Regions from separate parts of the Hordeum vulgare genome. Here region 1 is linked to region 2. The links are chromatin contacts, called in public Hi-C maps. All regions are on one chromosome and are shown on one strand. The core of a region is the stretch at or near the end of the contact, and the rest is flanking DNA. Distances in the headings are between cores, read along the strand shown. Region 1 holds the start of LOC123435523. Region 2 holds the start of LOC123435443 (GDP-mannose transporter GONST3-like).

The links. A called contact is a pair of places that touch in the nucleus more often than the background predicts.
Region 1: a Hi-C map of seedling shows a contact between it and region 2, with 3 times the contacts expected there. The contact joins the promoter of LOC123435523 here to the promoter of LOC123435443 in region 2. A contact is called at or near these places in 2 of 6 Hi-C or Micro-C datasets (leaf and seedling).

The regions. Positions count from the first base shown.
Region 1 is chr1H:347,884,059-347,891,453 of MorexV3_pseudomolecules_assembly, forward strand. LOC123435523 reads right to left here and starts at 2,224. Exons shown (of 8, transcript XM_045115577.1): 1 at 1,931-2,224; 2 at 616-781. The coding sequence starts at 700.
Region 2 is chr1H:346,993,172-347,000,524 of MorexV3_pseudomolecules_assembly, forward strand. It overlaps LOC123435443 (GDP-mannose transporter GONST3-like), which reads left to right and starts at 2,338. Exons shown (of 2, transcript XM_045115572.1): 1 at 2,338-2,612; 2 at 4,193-5,703. The coding sequence starts at 4,193. The coding sequence ends at 5,299. It overlaps TRNAH-GUG (a tRNA gene), which reads left to right and starts at 2,225; the gene lies at 2,225-2,296. It overlaps LOC123410817 (protein SAR DEFICIENT 4), which reads left to right. Exons shown (of 1, transcript XM_045103761.1): 1 at 1-806. The coding sequence ends at 406.

The DNA of each region.
Region 1 (7,395 bases), core at 974-3,473, 890 kb after region 2:
AATAAAATCTTACTTTTAGCATAGCTCATCAAAGATAGTGGTCACAAAAAAAAAACACAAAGCACTTTTACATATGGATGTCTAGCTAAAATGTAATGTGCATGTAATTTTTAAATTTTCAGTTAGTTTCCTAACATCCTTAGAATCATAGCTGCACTTGTATTGGACTATAGGAATAGTCATCACCTTGTAACTATCATGTATTTTGGACTTTTATAATGTAGAACAAAACATTAGACCTATACAATGTGCTTGTTTTCGAGGAAAGTCAAACCAATATTTATTTATTTATTTCACATGGAAAATAATGCTGACATGTAAGTATTTTAAAAATAAATTGATTAATGCTTATACCATCTCATATATGGTGGGAATTAATAACGACATGGTGACAGCCTAGATTAGACATTCGTATGCAGCAGAAGTAAATGTATCTTTAAGAAGCTTCCGTATATTAAGAACCGAAGGTTCAAATAATCTTCTAAAATCATGTGAGATTCCCCGCCCCCTTCAGTTTCTGCCGGCTTATGAGAAGCCTAAAGTTTTACCCAAATCAAATATACTGTCTAATTATTATATGCATAAAAAACTTGTGTGTAGAAGAAAACGGCTCACCCTGAAAACAAGAACCAGAGCCCCTCTCCATTTTTAACCTGAAGATGTCAATGCATGCATAAGACTGTGCACACAAGGTCCTCATTCCCCGCACAAGTTTACGACTGGAACTCGCAGGATCATTGGAGGCAGTAGCACCCGCACCAAACAAATGGAATAAAAAAAACTGCAGACAGATGGAAAGCAAAATGAATAATTAAAATTTTAGTCACATGCAGCATATAGTTAAGTACTTCTCCTAAGAATTATCCACATATAGATCAATTCACTCAAAAACATTTCCTAACTGAACAGGCGAAGGTGCATAACGTTATCAATTTATAATATGTTATTAAGATAAATAAATATTTCCATCTAATTTTCAGGTACGATTCCAACTGACGCAACTAAAAGTATGCAGGGAAACTGAGTTGGAAGTTGTTCTGCAATTAAACCGCCCTTAGCAATTGGTTTTTTACAAAGAACATTCTGGTCCACTGGAGACATTTTCCTTTGTGCGCGCGAGCGAGGGGGGGGGAGCTACAGACTTTGACTACATGTATAATGCTAACAACAGAGGGTAGTTATGGAGTACATGGTTGTGGTTTCACAGAGAAGTGACAACCACACAGCGAAAAAATATTGCTTCTCTGCACAAAAAAGGTAAGTGTTGTTCCTTTTATATGAACAACAGATGCAAGCGTCTGCCAGATATCATGAGGTAACTCTACAAGCAAAAGGACTTGACTAGGAAGCTACGATGCCGCCTAACCATGAAATCCCAACTCACTTGACAAAGGATGCAAAAGGTAGTATGAGGAAACAACCTTCAGTCCCAGTACCGCATAGAAACAAACCATTTCTATTAAATAGCGTGTTCTTATCCTCGCACAGGATCGACCTCCAAAAACATATCAATTGCCTGTTGCTATGAAATTCGGAGAACATCTATCTACGTGCAGGACTGCCAACCGATTGCACAAGGAACCTCCGAGCATTCAGCAACACATAGAATCATAAGCAGACAGCACACATTTGCTTGAGCTACACAATATGGAAACATTTGTTTGCAGTTGGATTAGAAGAACCGACCAGCATGAGTACAGCTAGCTGCCTAGCTCCACCAATCTTGGGAACAGCACTAATTCGACTGCATTTAATCGCTACACAGATTTAGAGCAAGAAAAGTTACTCCCCCTACCTCTACTCCCTCATTCCAGCAAAGAAAGAAAAGGAAGTGCTAAGTAAATGCCATGCGCAGATTTGCTGTGCGGGTGACCAGGCATTAAACTACACGGAGAGCACATCGTCCTGAACAATATAGCGAGCGCCTCACCTCGGTTCCCTTGGGCGTCACTGGATCTGAAGCGTGCCGATCCGGCTTCCCCCTCAACGCCGGGCCCACCGCCGGGGGGCGGGAGCGGGAGCCGAGAGACGGCGTGCGCGAGTCCGCCCCGCCGCCGAGCTTGCCGCCGGCCGCGAGCGCGGTGCAGACGTTCAGTGGGGTGGGATGGGGTGAGCGCTAGTGCGCCGAGCTGGGGGGGATTAGGGTTGGCGAGCAGCAGCAGCAGCAGCAGGTGAGGTGGTGGAGTGAGGGGATGCGGCTGTCTCTTGTGTCAGTGTGTGTACACGCCTACACGGTGCGGTGGAGGAGAGGAGAGAAGGAGAGCGAGCGAGAGAGGCCGAATACGCGCGTCACGGGCTCACTGCCTGCCGCCGATACGTGGGCCGACTTGCAGTACGTTGGGCTTGGGCTGGGCCATGTGTGCTGCACACCCCCATAAAAAAATGTTGTTCTAAAAAAAATCAAAAGAAGGAAAAAAATGCGTATGCTGCATACTGTACGATTATTTTTTATACCGCAGCGAAGTGGAGCTTAGATTGCTCGGTCTCTCGTGAACTCTTTCAAAAAATAATAATTTGCAGGGAGTGAACTCTTTCGATTAACTCAAAAGACCAATAAAAGAATCCTCAAAACAAAAGGTTTTCCATATTTTTATACTCCCTTTGTTTTAAAATAAATGGTTTAACTTTATACTCCTTTCGTTCGGAATTACTTATCACAAAAATGAATAATAATTCATGCATCAATTGATGCAGAGACCGGAGGTTTAACGTCCTTTTCCAAAAAAAAAACTAGAAATAAAATACATCTAGATACATCAATTGTTATTCATTTCTCCTACAATATCTTCGGACGGACAAAGTACTAGTTTTACTATAAGGTTTTGTTTGTAACATAGTACAAACGTAAAAGCTCATATGCATGCTCATACACTCATCCCTATGAACGCACGCACGTGTAACCCTATCCTTATGAGAATCTTCAAAGATTGAGGTGGCATATCATCTTGAAAGCATCAGGAAAATCCTCTCGTAGGCTAGGAATACCACACTCCCTCCAACCATCCAACCATAGGGTTGGTTCGCTTTTAGTACAAAGTTGTATTAAAACTGAGACATTTATTTTAGAACGGATAAAATATAAAGACAAAAAGGTTGTGTTGCATCATGGTTCATGTACAAAGGAATCCCGTCGCCTCCATTGCCACCGCGAGTCACCTCCTCTCCGCCGGTAGGAATCCCGTCGCTGGCAAGGTAACTGCACTCGTTCCTCTCGCCCAGCTTGTTGCTTATGTGTGTTGTGTGGGTGCTTGATGTTGTGTTCTTGACAGCTTGTCACCGTGTTCTTGCCGCTGATGGTCTGCTGCTGCTACTTTGTTGTATATGATTTTTGAGTCTGGCTATTCGACTAAAGGCCTATTCGGATGTCCTCCACTCCGCATCTGCAGTCCCGGAGTTGGAGGAGCAGGAGGTAAAAATTGCAGAGCTGGACAAGAGATACTCCGCAGATTCTCAGATTTCATGGAGCTCGAGGGTTACCGAACAACTCCTAAGATCCATCCTCTTGAGGGAAGGGATTATGATGCTGCTGAACTGGAGGTCCTTTACCGAGAATCGAGAAGTTTCATGTTGGGCCTGATCTTAGTGTCTCTGGCATTTCAAGCCGCTTACTTTGTTTCAATTTTGCTGAGCAACGATTTACATGTGCACCAAGTTTAAGTGGAATACGTTTTTCAGTTCAAAAAACTTGCTGGATTAATTTGCTTTATCTAGCGAGCAAGTGATGGTGGAAGAGGACGAGCTTCCTGGACAAGAAGATCTTTGTATTCTTCTCGATGGTGCAGAGTTGAGGTGTTCTCAAACCTCCATGCCTATTTTATTGTACTATTGACTCTTGAACGTTCTCTTTTTCTGATTAGTTTTTTTCCTCTATTCTTAGTTTCTTTACTTCCGATTTCAACTTTCCAAGGATTTAGTTTTAAAAAAGTTGAAGGGTTTTAGGATTGCATGGAGCCTTAGGTAGCTCAAGTAGACCCTTCCTTAAGTGCCAGATGCCTTCTGGTTCATACAAAAATCATGAAGCAAAACATTGTTGCTTGTTCCAAAAAAAACTCGATGACGAAGCGGGATGGTCTCATTTTAGCTGTAGTAGAATGTAAAATATGGACATTTAAAACAATGGCACCCAAATATTTAAGCTGTGAAGACTGCAATATTGTGATGGCTATGTTGATTCTGTTGTTGCTGGCCATCACAAAGTCATGTTTAATTATCAATATGTGAACACAACATGTGATTATGTGGAGCTTGTGTTGAAATATGATAAGCTAATAATCTAGCTAGGTGACTGCCCACTGTAGTGATCTATATGCTCTTATAATTCTTTATGGAGGGAGTAATATTTATCTCTAATCTGGTGTGATGATCATTGAACCTTTTTAGTAATGACTCTGCATAAAGACAAAGCAGAGAACATAATCTTGATGAAGGCATCTCAATGGAGATCGGAAAGTGTTGCACAAGTGGGTTTATCGGGTGGGGCAATTGAAAAAATATTCTTGCTTGGTTCTTGTATTCTCTTTCTGATGTGTTTTAATATATCGTCGACATGGAATAAATGATACCTCTCAGTTAAGTTTGAACTTCTATACGTTTCATAACACGGAGGATATTGTTATCTTATACATTATGTTTCTTTTTTCTATAGTTACGCACCCTTAATTTGTGTTTGTATTGCTTTTATAACATGTTTATCCATTTATGTCAAATATATGTTCCTACTCATAGTCTGTTCTGTTTGAAATTGTTTATTTCTTAACAGCTTTCCATGGATAATGAACTGTGTATGGTGGCTTTGTTAATCTTTAACCATTATTACATATTAGTGATCTTCAATGCATGTTTTTCATGAATTACTTACGTGGAATTACTTATGTGTGCGTGATTGGGAGTAGGTGCTTCATAGAAAATAAAATTGATGTATCATCATTTGGTTTGCTCATTATATTATTTTTGTATTAGTGAAGACGTGCATTACACATGCATGCTTACTAGTACATTTAAAATAGAAAACCAGAGATCAAATGGTTTGAGGTTAGCACGAGAGGTGACGAGACGTTTGACGAGCCAGCCCATGAATTGAGGAACGCTAAGTGCACCGGTTAGCGATCAACTTTCTTTCTCTTGCCTTAGCAAACTTCTTGAGTATTTAACAAAAATTATCACATTTTCGTCCAAACGTGTCCACAAACAACCACTTTACGATTTTGTTCCAAAAACTAACACTTCATTACTAATTTGTTGCAAAAAAACTATCAAGTGTGATAGTTACCCGATACGTCACAGTTAATCCCGTTTCTGGCACGTCGGGCCCACATTTCAGGCGTCAACAACCACCCATTAACGGCCATTAAGTCGGTCAAGGGCTTGTGGACCCTACCCTCTCCCATTGTAGCTCTATCTCTCTCTCTTTCTCTCTCTCTCTCTCTCTCTCTCTCTCTCTTTCTATGTCTCTCTCTCTCTTGAGCTCTCCACCATCTCTGACCTAGGTGGCGGCGGACATCATGGCGTCGGTGAGTCCGTCCGATGGAGGCGGCGATATGGGTGGCTGCGGGGTTGGTATTGAGACCACGGATCTCTTCCCTGTCTTTAAGGTAGGTGGCGATCACGATGGCGATGGTGGATCTAGCCTTGTCGATGGTGGCGGCGGCACCACCGACTGTACGAGTTTGGACGGGGTGGGCTTCACATGTGGTTTTGCAGCAGCCAGAGGCACATGTCATCAAGTTTTTTATGTCGCCTCCGCGTTCAATGGATTGCAGATACGATAATACTTTGTATATCTATTTACTTTGTTTTGTTTAACATGGATAAATCTTAGTAAGAATTATGTACTATGAAGTTGTTTTTATTTCAATTCAACTTCATGTGTTATCTGCTTCAGAATTAATTAGTAAATCTAGAATAGTGACAAAGAAGTTGTACTTATTTATGTAGTTCTGGTGGTGAGAAGTGGCACATATGGTTTCATTTCAATGGAAGAATCCCTACGAAAAGAGGTATATGTGAGAGAGATATTTCTTTTCTGACTCTAGTATCACTCACTGCTAGTGAGGGGTATGGGGAGAGTGATTTTATGTACTATGTAAAGGAAGAGGATATTGGAATTGAAGGAGTAAAGTATTTAGGTAATGAAGGTTGTGTTAAGGAAATGTTGGAGCTTTATCATTATCACAAGGTTCTAAACATTAAAGTTGTCAAAGGTGTTGAACCTGATAGTACTACACAGTCTCATGAGAATTACATGAACACTCAGCAGAGCTGCAGTGTGAGAAAGGAACTGGATGAATCTAAGCTTCAGAATATAAGAAATGATAGAAACACTCAGCTTGAGAGGAGCAGGATTCAAAGAGAGCAAGATTTAAACCATTTTAAAGGGGATACTGAAGTCTCTGAATTTTGTTCAGATGTTTCAGTTCATTTAGATAGGAGTGCTGAAGTTGTAGTTATTGAATCAGAGAGTGAATCTGGAGATGAAAGACCATTGGAATTAATTCCAGACGCAATTCTTGTGAAACATGTGAAGAATCCAGGTCCAACATCTAGATCTCACCAGGAGTCAGAGAAGAAACAAATTCCAAATTGGTTTCCTGAAGCAAGTGAGTTTTGTTTTTCTCGTAATTATGGCATCAATGATGATGAAGAAGAATAAGATGAAGTTGAACTACCATTCCTCCCGAAGAAGGCAAAGATGAAGAAGAAAATGATGAAAGATAGGGTATGGTTTGATCCCTCGATTCCTAATTCACATTTACTGTTGTGCAAGAGCTTGTATTTTGACTGTGTTTATCATTTCAGAGATGTTTAAGGGATTTTCATATAAGGACTTTGAGGTCTTTTTAGTACCACATGAACTGCCCTACAAGAATTATTGCTTGGTGTTCACGGAGAAAGGATGGGTGTGAATTTTACATTTTTGGCTCTAGGATAGGTCATGAAAAAACTTGGTGCATTAAGAAGTGTAACATGGAGCACACTTGTACAACATCAGTTGAGAACACATAGGTTACTACTAAGTGGCTTTCCAAAGCTATTGAGCCTTCTCTTAGAGGAGATCCTAGAGCACCTATGGAAACACTAATTAAAAAATCAAATTCAACTTTTATGTTGATGTATCAAGGAGTGTGGCCTATAAGGCAAGGAGGAAGGCCAATCAGGTAGTGCAAGGTAACCACAAGTAGCAGTACTTGAGACCGAGGGACTATCTACAAGCAATTCTTGATACAAACCCTCGTAGCGCGTGTACTATTACAACATTTGTGGATCTAAAAAACCTAGCACCAACTTCTAGATTTAAGTACATGTTCTATTACTTGCATGCATCAAAGCATGGATTTCTTAATGGTTACAGACCCTTTATAGGTAAATTTGCAACTGTTGTTTATAGAAAATAATGTT
Region 2 (7,353 bases), core at 1,088-3,587:
CATGGACGAGGCGGTGTCCGCGGCGGACATCGTGAGCTGCGCGACGGGGTCGCAGGAGCCGATCGTGCGGGGGGAGCTGCTGAGGCCCGGGGCGCACCTGGACCTGGTGGGGTCGTTCACGCCGGCGATGCGGGAGTGTGACGACGAGGCGCTCCGTCGGGGCAGGGTGTTCATCGACTTCGAGGCGGCGCTGGAGGAGGCCGGGGAGCTTGTGGGTGCGATGCAGCGCGGCGTGCTGCGGAGGGAGGATGTGGCAGGGACGCTCGCGGAGTTGGCCGCCGGGGCCGTGGCCGGGCGGCGCAGCGACGATGAGATCACCGTGTTCAAGTCCGTTGGCACGGCCGTGGTCGATCTCTTGGCGGCGCAGTTGGCCTACGAGAACTACATTGCAACCAAGAGCGCGTGAGGTGGATCGATGCATGGAACTCATGGATTGCGCCAAGGCTCTTCTTCTTGCAGGCGGATTGCACTGGCTGTTCCTTCCAAACAGTCATCATCAGCGAAATACAGATAAATAAACCGATCAGATTAGCACTTGCGCTTCTGATCATCAGCTGTGGCACATTCACTTGACGTTAGGCCGATTCGAATAAGGAGGTGTTGTCATCTCATGATACCTTGTCTTTGTATCTGATTCTAATAATATACTGTACTGTGGTTTTTATCAAGGAGAATTACAGTGTAATAGCTTAAGTGTGAACTCAAATCTCTTGTATTGTTGGCATTGTCGCTGAGTGTACTGCAATGTCAGGACTCAGGACCAACATGGCTGCACATCTGGATGCTCTCTCGGAGCTTATGATTTATTGAATTATTGTGCACTCTGTCTATCGGGTGAGGATGAACTCAGACCTTAATATGAGTTTTTTTTTTCAGATAACGGGAGAGACCCTAATAAGTGGGACGAAGCAGATGCAAAAGCATCACCGGATGGTTGTAGTTGAGCCATTTTTATCTTCAGAGCAAGCGATGGACATCATTTGTTGCTTGGTTTTCAATGTTATTAGCCTATATCGCAATTGTAATATAGTATCGATATTCATCTAGACCTGTGACAGCCTAGTTAGCTCGGTTCTCTGCAAAAAAAAACTCATGTTGAGTGACCGACATGTCCTGGAGGACCTGAATTTTGTTGAAGGAACACCGAGCGTAACAGCTCCATGAGCGTCAGAACGAGCTTATAATGTGTCTTGTCTATATTTGGATGGCATTTGCAGGGCCGGTCCTATGTTTGGGAAGGCCCTAGGACAAACTCGGTGACATAGGCCCCTAAGACTATATATATGTGTGTGTCTACTCAAAATAAAATGTATCTGTGTGCTCTATATGAACATACATATTATTTTGGGACGAAGGGAGTATGTCCAACTCATTTACAAGACCTTAAGAGTAAACTTTCAACAACCATACACCCTTAGCTCTAGATTTCTAATAGTAATTATTGGGGAATGTCATATTACAACGAGAAGACTAGAAATATAGCAAAATAAAATAGGTATGATTACCTCAAATAAGAACCAATTTCTAATGACTTGATCGGCCACAATAATGCTTTGGCGCTTCAAAAATAAGTAAAAGCCCCTACGGTGGTTTAATTGAGAGATCACATTGTTTTCTTTTTCTCTTTTGTTCAAAACCAGGCAAGTACTTCTTAGGAAACATTGTAACCTAAAATTATGAAAAGAAAAAAGAGAACACATAGAATTAAAAATTTATGCATTAGATCCTTAACAATAACATACTATGTAGATTGAAAATTGGGGATGCTTGAATTATATACATATTTGTGAATGTGAAACACCAAAAAGATCAGACGACAGTGAAGTGAACTCGCGGTTGCGCATGGTCGGGCGTGAGTGGCCGCCGGCCAAGGCAGGCGGGTAACAACCAACAGGCCAATGGCGGCACATCGGCATGGCGCAAGAGCAAACTGGACGGCGAGCGGCCACATGAATCGCAAAGAATGCAGCGTTTGGCGCTAAGATAAAGCACGAAGACATTCATGATATTATGCTTCCTTCACTTTACTCATGTACTACGTTTTGAGGACGTAGTAGTAGCTTTTGTCATCGCGTTTACAGTAGCAGAGATTGAGCTCCCAAATGATCCAGATTCTTTATACTGAGTTCCCTGCTGTTATGATGTACAGTATGTAAATAAATACATGTATATTCTCTTACGGAGGTTCTGTTATGTTAGGAATACATGACATCCAAACATCAAGGTGGCTGTAGTTTAGTGGTGAGAATTCCACGTTGTGGCCGTGGAGACCTGGGCTCGAATCCCAGCAGCCACACTTCCATTTTTTCTTTAGTCTTTTCCTTCAGTTAGCAGATTAATTTTTTTATTTTGAGAAACTCGCTCTCCCCTGTCTCAGCCCCGCGCCGCCACCCCCCGCAGCCTTTCCTCCGCGCCGCCACCCTCCCGCAGCCTCTCCTCCCCGGCGCCCACCTCCCGCACCCTCTCCCCTCCGGCATGGGCTTCCATACCTAGCTGCGGGTGGCGGCTACCTGGCAGCGGGCGACGACCAGGCAGAGGCGCGGCGGGAGAGGAAGGAGGGACGACCAGGCACAGGCACAGGCGCGGCGGGTTCCAGGCACAGGCGCAGCAAGGTATATCCAGGCCCCCACGTTTTCTGCTGCTGTGTAAATCCATGTTTCTTATATATTTGCTGCTGTGTAGATCCATGATTTCCCATGTTTTTTCTCAATAAGTGATGGTGTGTATTACCTAGATCTGATCCATGGTTATTCAGATTTGGTACTCATATTGTTGATAGGATGCATCATTTGTAGATGGCCAACAAGATGAACAAAAGAAAAAGGATGGCTAGGGGAGCTGCTGTTTTTGTAGCACTAGCTGCAATGGCAGTCGCTGTTCGGGCTATAATAAAGAAGAGAAGACCACGTATTACCTATGGCCCAATGCACGAAAGAGATCGAATCAGATACGATTATCTAAACCAAAAATTTTGGCAAAGCGATGTCTTATGTAAAAACATGCTAAGGTTTGAAAGAGCTGCGTTTTTCAATTTGTGTGCTATAATGAGGGACTGCAAGTTGCTAGAAGATAGTCCACATGTTAGCGTCGAGCAACAATTAGCAATGTTTTTGCATACAGTTGGGCATAACCTTCGGAATAGGGTGGTGTCAGCCAATTTTTGTAGATCATATGGCACAACTAGCATCTATTTTAGAAAGGCTCTTCATGCCATAGGCGAGCTTCGTAATGATTATATACAGCCACCATCATTGGAGACCCCAACAAAAATTGAAGGAAATCATCGATTTGATCCCGGTGAGGATCACGAGCCCTCGACGCCTCCCACCCGGAGATTTCGCTCCAATTCCAAATCCCGGCCCGCAGAAAGCAGTCCAGGTATACGCTTCGATTCTTCTTCGGGTTTGATCTAGGGTTTGGGGGCGGCTCTGGGGTGCATTTCGTCATTTATGTCGCCTAGCTTCTTCTCAGCTTCGATTAGAGTGAGTGATTGCGGGAGGCGCTGTCTACCCTCTGCTCATACTCTGTATTACCTTGGCGAGTGGATTTTGATTTGCTCGAGTGCGGAAACGTTAGGGAATAGGGATGCGTAGCTTTCTACCAAATTTGTAGCATTTCGTCTGTGCTAATTAAGCATGCTGCATGTTTATAGGTGCCACCGTTTGAAATTTTGGATCCCTGAACTTGCATTTGTTGTTGCATAGTCACTACTTCTGAGAATCTGGGTCGCTACAGATAACGATAAACTCTTCAACTGGTACTTTTGAACTTAACTATGGTTTCTCAGTTTCTCTTGCATGCTATGTGTATGCTCCGTTACCCCTGTGGATGTAGGATACTTGAGTTATGTGATCATACAATGCTTAATTGTTTCTTTTAACATCACAAAGTGCTGCTCTTTCACTAGAGGGATTAATACGGAAACAATGTTGTAATTCCCTGTAGTATTTTGTCAGTTTTGTTATCTTGCTCGGCACATTCCAAATGTTGGTAGCTCATATTTTTCTCATCAGTTTTTCAACACTCCTCAAATATCATGTGTGTAGAATTTTGAACTGAGAGTTTTGTTTATGTCATATGTTACTGTGGGCTCCTGATTGCGTATTCCAATAAGATGAGTAGGATTCATCGTGTATTTTAGAAGTTCATTTATTTGTTCCGAGCACTTATAATATAATTTTGGATGCTGCAGATGTCTGATCCCTCGGAGCCCTCGAAAGAAGGTTCGTCAGCCAATGGTTCGAGTGCTCTCCAAAAAACTGGAGCATGGAGTAGCATATTGAGCACTCTTGTCCAGCAAGCTTCAGTGTATGGCTTGGCTGTTGGTTATTGCCTGTCAGCATCTTTGCTCTCCATTATCAACAAATGGGCAATCATGAAATTCCCGTACCCTGGGGCATTGACAGCTCTACAGTACTTGACTAGTGTTGTTGGAGTTCTCCTATGTGGACAAGCAAAGCTTATTGAGCATGATGGCCTTAATTTCACAACCATGTGGAAGTTCTTACCTGCTGCTGTGATGTTTTACATCTCCATCTTCACAAACAGCGAACTCTTGCTGCATGCCAATGTGGACACTTTCATTGTCTTTCGCTCTGCTGTGCCGATATTTGTGGCCATTGGAGAGACATTGTACCTTCACCAACCATGGCCGTCATTCAAGACATGGCTTTCACTATCCACCATACTCGGTGGAAGTGTGATCTACGTTTTCACAGACAACCAGTTCACTGTGACTGCTTATAGCTGGGCAGTGGCCTACCTAGCAAGTATGTCCATTGATTTCGTATACATCAAGCACGTTGTCATGACAATTGGCCTGAATACATGGGGCCTTGTGCTCTACAACAATCTTGAGGCTTTGATGCTGTTCCCCATTGAGCTCTTTATAATGGGAGAGTTCAATCAGATGAAGGTCGACAGCTCTAAGATGACAAACTGGCTGTCATTCGACGTGATTCTTCCGGTTGCTTTGTCGTGCATTTTTGGCTTAGCAATATCTTTCTTTGGGTTCTCTTGCAGACGGGCTATCTCAGCTACTGGATTTACGGTCCTTGGTATAGTAAACAAGCTCCTCACTGTGGTGATCAATCTGCTTATCTGGGATAAGCATTCATCCCTTGTGGGAACAATTGGGCTGCTGATCTGCATGTCTGGTGGCGTTCTGTACCAGCAATCCACCACAAAGACCAAGGCACCAAGTGTTGAGCCGAAGAAAGAGAATGACGAGGAAGAACAGAAGTTGCTTGAGATGCAGCAAGGGTGTGAGATCAGTTCAACTGAAGAGCATTCGTCATAAGCCTCATCGCTGAAGTTTGTTATTGTTACTTCACTTCCGGCAACAGCTTCCGTGGACCGTTGGAAAGAAATGTTTGGCTACAGGGCATAGTTGACATTAGAACCTTGCAATGCTGAAGCATTAGGAAATGCAGAGTAACATGAGTATCATTCTACGATTCTTTTGTTATTGTTTATCGTTTCGTTTTTAAGAGAGAATTGCTGAGCTGTAGGGCCTAACCCCTGAATGCTGATTGTATACAGTAGCCCTTCTCTTATTTAGTTATTTGTCATTTCTCTTTCTTTTCTTTAGTTTTAGCAGTAGCAGGTGGCACCTTGTGTGCACATATTGTATGTTCGTACTGTATTGGGCTACCTTTCTGGCGAGCCATCACCGCATGCAATGCTGTTTTTGGTTCATTTTGAGATAACTTACCACAATTATGGAAAAGTAACCTTTGAATAATACATTTAAGGGTTAAACATTCATAAATTGCTATAGGAGCTCGGGCTCGGGCTCCATGGAGCCCCTTTAAAAAAATTCAGTTTATAAAGTTTCAAGAAATTCCAAAAAATACACACATAGAATAGGATGTACTTGCATGTGTGTGAATTTTCGATTTACGTTAAGATGTGAGATAAAAAATCATCCTAAATGATAACGCCCACACATGTGGCACGAGGCAACATGGTCCACACGGCTTCATAATCATCTATCTTGTCTCTGGCCTTTGTTCCCTTGTCCCTTTTTTCCTTTCCATCGTGCCTTTTCGACTTAGCCACCAAGTTGGGAGTACAACTTCTTTTCCCTTCCGCCCCACTTGATGTATCATCATCATGCTCAACCGAGCTCTTCTCTTGTTTGGAATTGCAAATATTTTCCGGTTTCTCCATTTCTCGTCATTCTCAAGCTCGACCAACAATGATGCAAAGTGAATGTCTTCCCTATCTCCCTCTTCTCCCCTTTCTTCCCTTTACTCTGGAACATCCCCTCAGCAAGGTTGAGCTACAAACATCAACTGAGTATAAAAAGTAGTCACCTATACATACTACAATTGAGAGCAAACATCATTGAGAAAGAGCAAACAAATATATACTACAGTTGAGAGCAAGCATCATTGAGAAAGAGCAAACTCCCCACGCACAAGATAGGCCAGGATGAGTTCGATCTAGGTTGGGTTAACCGCCATAATCTCATGGGCCAAGGAATTGACGTCCACTTCCGAGCCCCCTGACCCATCACCGGGGTCCGAGTCCCTGGTCGCCATGTTGTCGGGCTCGGAAGTCGGATCCTGTCTAATCTGTAGCTTGATGGATGACTTGAAAAGCCACTCGGGGAAGGTGTTTTTGGGAACAGGGTCACACCGTGCGCCCATCTTGGTCAGTACATCGATAACCTGGTTGTTGTTGCACTAAATGTGATGGAACTCCAGGTTATCGAAACGAGCCAACACCTGCATGCTGACATCCTTGGGTCCTTGGCATCAAAGTTGTCGTTCGTCTGGAGATCGCGAGATTAGAATCACCTCGGACCTTGAGCCGTTGGATCCTGATTAGTCTCTCGTAGGAGTGGTTGGGTAAACCCCCCCAGGGTGTAAGGGTGATGTAACCTAGTAATAAGTATTTACCTCGATTGATAACAAAGGTTTATCGAACTAGTAGGAATTATCACTACAACGAATAATGATGAGTACCTGCACATAACACACAAAATAGACTTGTCCCCAATGATTCCAGTAGGTTGTCAGTCTTCTTATCTTGTTAGTTACAAGGGTAAATTGTACGGTATGGTAGGAATTGATAAATAGATGCAACTAATAAATAGTACAACACGGAAACAAACTAATAGTGGTTGATTGCAATGATAGGAAAATAGACATGGGGTCATAGCATTAGTGAAGGCATCTCTACAAGCAAGATAGATGTGTTGTGGTGAACAAATTACATTTAGGCATCGACTAAATTGCAATATTTATGAGTATGATTGTTCATGCCGCACTTAAACATAGGCATTAGGTCTATGATACATATACTGTTAATTCGACTGCATCTACAATTAATACACCACCCAAAGAT